Regions from separate parts of the Xenopus laevis genome. Here region 2 is linked to region 1. A link is a contact called in public Hi-C data. All regions are on one chromosome and are shown on one strand. The core of a region is the stretch at or near the end of the contact, and the rest is flanking DNA. Distances in the headings are between cores, read along the strand shown. Region 1 overlaps hdac7.L (histone deacetylase 7). Region 2 overlaps hdac7.L (histone deacetylase 7).

The links. A called contact is a pair of places that touch in the nucleus more often than the background predicts.
Region 2: a contact with region 1 is called in a Hi-C map of the XTC cell line, with 4 times the contacts expected there. The contact joins two enhancer-like sites. A contact is called at or near these places in 2 of 4 Hi-C or Micro-C datasets (the XL177 cell line and the XTC cell line).

Annotation. Positions count from the first base shown.
Region 1 is chr2L:151,830,795-151,833,494 of Xenopus_laevis_v10.1, forward strand. The region is part of intron 1 of hdac7.L (histone deacetylase 7); the gene reads left to right. Among protein-coding and RNA genes, the nearest start is that of hdac7.L, 9.2 kb to the left of the region's middle. Within about 2 kb of position 1,352, at least 1 of the 7 cell types and tissues checked has an H3K27ac peak or open chromatin away from gene starts, as enhancers often do.
Region 2 is chr2L:151,986,611-151,989,310 of Xenopus_laevis_v10.1, forward strand. It overlaps hdac7.L (histone deacetylase 7), which reads left to right. Exons shown (of 26, transcript XM_018247526.2): 4 at 1,727-1,899; 5 at 2,328-2,403. The coding sequence starts at 1,774. Among protein-coding and RNA genes, the nearest start is that of LOC108708625, 69 kb to the right of the region's middle. Within about 2 kb of position 1,256, at least 1 of the 7 cell types and tissues checked has an H3K27ac peak or open chromatin away from gene starts, as enhancers often do.

The DNA of each region.
Region 1 (2,700 bases), core at 102-2,601:
GAATTGGGAAAAATGTATCCGCTTGTTATAAAATATAATGATATTAGAAGTGAATGAGGGACCTTAGCTACTAGTGGTATAAACAGAACAGAAAATTCACTTAAGCTCAATAAAGTATCTGGAGTTTGGATTGATAATTAAAAGTGGCAAATAGCTGCATCCTAAACGTTTGCTAAAGCTGCCCATTCATCACTTTGGAAAACAATTTAGTTTATGGGTTCAGTAATTCATTCCTCATACAACAAAGCCTGCATGTGAATTAAACACAGAGCTGGAAATCCACAGGGACACTGTAACCCAGATCATAATATTTTGTATTTACAGGAAAAAGGGACCATGTATTTGGCATGTCACTTGGAAATTATACTGTAAATATACTGCCGAGCTTTTATTCAATAGGAAATTGTAGTGTGGAGAGAGAAGAAACAGGGAAACTGCTACACAAATCTCTCGCATACAAGAAAATATATTGTTGCCTAGATTACAATGCAAAAAGGAAACTATAACACAACGAGGAAACTGAATCACAGAAGGCAAAAATCAACAGGAAAAATAACAAATGGAGCTTCCTGTCTGCAGAGTGTAGGAATTGTGAAGTTGGAGAAATAGATATGGCGTGCTGATACGGGCACACTGTGGGAGAAGTGGATCCATACTCACATAGTACGTTAGGTTGAAAAAAGACACACGTCCATCAAGTTCAACCATTTAACTTTTTTAACCTGCCTAACTGCTAGTCGATACAGAGGAAGGCAAAAAAAACCCCATATGAAGCCTCTCCAATTTGCTTGAGAGGGGAACAAAAATCCTTCCTGACTGCAAAATGGCAATCGGATTAGTCCCTGGATCAACTTGTACTATGAGCTATCTTCCATAACCCTGTATTCCTTCACTTGCTACATTATAAGGCAGTTGTCCCCAACTAGTAGCTTACGAGCAACATGTAGTTCGCCAACCCCTTGGATGTTGCTCTCAGTGGCCTCATCCTTTAGATGCTGGAACATTGTTCTTGGGTTTTGTTTCTAAAATAACATACAGTAAGTGAGGCTGGGAACATGCTGGGCAATAAAGCTTGGCTCCCAGTTGGTGTTCAAGAATGTCATTGTACACTGAGTCAAGGTGTGTTTTCACTGGAGACTAAAACGCAATTAACTGCTCCAAAGTTTTATTCCTTGAAGTAATTATGTATTTAAGCCAGCTGCTTCTTCTTGCTTCTCCCAAACCTATACTTTGTCTGCCAGCCTATCTCATGGTGAAGATAGCATTTCCACGGGCAGTGGCATAACCGAAGTGCACCGGGCCCCCCTGCAAAAAAATCTTCAGAAGGGCTCAGCACACAGCCTCCCGCCCACTTCCCATCTTCGCCCACTTTCCATCCAGAGTCTGCCCACTTCCCACCCAAACTCCGCCCACTATCCACCTCGTGCGGACGCCCTCTGCTTCCCCACTGCTGGTAATAGAGCGGCTTGGGAAGGGAGAGTTCTTGTCGGCTATAGAGGAAGCAGACCCCGCAGTCCAAGCCCCCCTTTTCTCCAGGCCCCCCTGCGACTGCGGGGTCTGCTCTGGATAGTGGCCTTAAATTGCACAGGGTGTTGGTACAGTAGGTGATATAGGCTGCTTACTATAAAAAAAAGTCATGTTCCCAATGAATAGTTCTCTTGAGCTGAAGTTACTTCCAAAAAGATTTGGAACTCGGCAGTAAGAGTTCCAGCTGAGGACATTCAATTTTAGAAGAGGTGTCTGAATAAGTTTTTTCTATATAGTGTATTTTATTCCTAAGGGAAACTAAACCAAAACGTTTACACTGGTCAGTGGTCTGCAGTTTTTTTAATGCTGTCTCTAATTAATGTACCACATCACATTTCCTGCCAACCCTCCTTATCAAGTGTCATATGGTAACTAATGCAGAAAATATGTGTTGATTTCAGTATGTAGAGTAGAACCATTACACCACCCAGTGGCATATGATGCACTGAGCCCCTATAAATCCATTATGGTTCCACATTTTACCTTAACTGACACTGGGAGGCCTATTTACTAAAGGTTGAATTTTAGTGGTATTAGAGCTTTTTGAAACCATGATTAAACACTATTCTCTAATATGCCATGAAAATTATTAAAAGATCCAAATATAAAAAATACAAACAAAAAAAAAAACACTGAACAATGCACTAAAAGATACAAAAACCTCTAGAAACTCTAAAAATTCAAGTTGTGCTAGCATAAAAAAATCCGAAAACCCAAGTCTGAATGGCTAAAACAATGTCCAATAATACCAGCACAGCTCCCATTGACTTCTATAGGACCTTGTCTGCTTTTACTTGCCAAAGTATTGCATTAGAGTATTTCGTGGTTTTTTACACTTAATAAATTTCAAACCTTTAGATTTTTGGAGAAATTAAAAAAGCATGCATTTTTAGAGAAAAAAATGATTTGTGAAAAAAATAGAAATCTGAATTTTAGTAAATTAGCCCATTAGTCCCTCATGTTCAGCTGACTGTTACACATGAAACGTGCACAATTGTAGCTCAAAAACACTGACTAGCTCAATAAAACTAAATTGGTCAAACAATATATTTTATTCATTACCAGTTTGCCACTTCTTTATTACCAATATACTTATCATTAGTGATGGACGAATTTATTCGGCAGGTGCAAATTCACTGTGAATTTCTATGTTTCAAATAAATTTGCAAAATT
Region 2 (2,700 bases), core at 6-2,505, 160 kb after region 1:
CGCCAATAAATTAGAGTGAGGTGCAGCTCATTCTAGGAGTACAATTTGCTGCACATTATGGTGCCATGTACAGAGTACTGCTTTGTGCAAGTTTTTTGCACATTGCTCCATACATTGTAAATCAGCTCTATTCTTAGATGGGGTGCTGAGCCACTCATTTTATTAGTAGGAGGCTGCTTGCATATCTCCCAACTGTGCACCCCTGCCAGTCATAAGTGCCCTAGTGTCACTTGAGGTGTATCTCAAGCCTTAGGTCATTAAATAATCATTATGTTGGGAGATTTTCTGTATATAGTTATCTGATGTTTACCAAAATGTTTAGTGCTCTGCTTTGTTTATTTATTCTACTTTTCACTTAACTGGTTTCCAAGACCTCCTTAAATGGCAACACAGTTCCTAGCAAACCTTAGCTCTGAGATTTAATTGTGGTTATATAGACGAAAGCCCTATGCGTTTTGTGCCCGATTTAAAATGTATATTTTATTGGACTGACAAAAGACAAAAGCCTTATGCCTTTCATGCCTTAAATTTTATTACAGGAGCATAGATGAAAATCAGTCACGTTTTGTGCTTTTGATTTGATATGTAGATTTAATTGTTAGAACACAGATGAAAGAACAAAGCCTTACGCGTTTCGTTCCTTGATTTGCTATCTGGATTCTATTGCAGAAACATAGACAAAACACTGTGGCATTTTGTGCTTCAAAATATACATTAGAAATCAAGACACAAAACACTCAAGCTATTTGATTATGTTCCTGCAATAAAATCTATGTCTGTCTATACCTGGTGTTGAGTCCTATTAGCTACCTTCCATCTGTGAAGCTGAAGGTCTGGGGCATGAGCACCCAGCCCCCTCAATACTGTTGGTGAGCTATTATTCTTTTTGTTGGTAGTGTGCCATTCTCTATTAAATAAGCTTCATTATCTGATGAGATCCAACCTAAACTAACACGCACTGGATAAAAGTACCTACGTCTTTAGAGAGCTTGAAAACTTCACGGAGTCCAAGCATGTTTCTCTCTGCCCCCACTTCCCCAAGTATTCAGGGAAGCTCTGTAGGTAAAACAATTGTGTAGTCAATGCTATATATAGATTACAAAATCGTGACACTGACAAAGGGCAGCTCGCACAGGTTTAAGCTAGTGCAAAGGGCTCCAACACACCTACAGTGTATTTGTACAGAAGCAGCTTGTATAAGAAGCAGCCATACATTGCGGAATGCCTGTGTCCCTTTGTCGCACAGCTAACATAACACCTCTTTACTGCTTTTGTGTTGAAGTGTCACCTTGTTGAGGAAAGAACCTGGTAGAATAAACAAGACCATTCTTTCTGGGAATGGGATTAAAAGACATAACCATGTCATGGGAACAGGTACAGCTATGTCCCTGTTGTTATATCTTACATAAACATACACATATTCCATATAAGGCTTCCACGGTGACTGCTCTAAATTTAAGGGAAAAGGGCAATCATATGGGTATATTATACTGGCCAGTTCTAAGAATTGTTGTTTATGTTTTTATTAAGTACAAGAAGGGCACGTCCATGGTATCATTCTTGGCACTAGTCGTTGGATTGCACGTCGTCTGTGCAACCTTTATAGAAGATGTAATACATTAATAACCACAATAATGTATAGAATTTGATGCCACTCCAGAAAAGCCTTAAGTTTAATGTTGATAACGATGGCCCAGCTCATGTTATGGTGCTTTTTGTCTTGCAGTGGATTTGAGTGCCCCAGTCAGCACAATCTTGACTCAGGCGAATCCCATGGCATTCCAGATTGTCCATCGCCTTGGTCATCACACTGAGCCAACACTTCTGCCCATCAAACAATCCCAGCCACAGCTCTACTCAAATCTCTCCCAGCACCAGCCAGTGGAACACCAATTGCGGGTAGGTCTTTGTAATCCATTTTTGTTGTTTACTCTTGACCATAGAAAGATAAATAGGACTGCATCAAGATTTCATAACAGCATAGTATAGTATTTGTTATACTCTTAATTATATGGATAAATGCAGATGTGCAGACAGCAATAAACTGTGCACACAAGTAGCTATACTCTCTTTAGTTAAAGAAACACCAACTACATTTGTTATATATGTCTTCATGACTGCATCTTAACAGGCGGCGTTTTGATTCTGCTTGTTTTATGGTAAAACTTCAATAAAATATTTGAAAAAGAAAAGAAGAAACAGCAACACCTGGAAAGGAATATAAAGGTGTAAATATTCCAGCTGCAGGTTTGCTGTAGACTAGTCTCGACATCTGTTCTTTACTACAGCTATAGTTTTGTAATATAATTGCGTGTTCTCTCTCATAGCTGGGTACAGAGCCAGCCTGTCGGAATGCAGAACCAAATTTACGGCAGCTTGTGAACAAGGATAAAGGAAAACCAAGTAAGAATCAGTATCTTTTATAAATCAGTGGATTATACTCGGTACATTAATGCACATGGGATATCGCTTTTAGAAACGTTCCTCGAGCATTCTGAAGCTTATTCTTCATTTTTACCAGTCATCACATTCTGCACCTCAAACCTGGCATCTTTCCAATCATAAGGGGACATTTATCCATTTAGTGCCAACATACATGTGGTCACCTTGCTGAGGCCACTGTTACCAGAAGCATAGTAAGTGAGCTTTATTGTTTACTAAGGGTAAGGTCACACTGGGCGATTTGGGGAGATTTAGTTA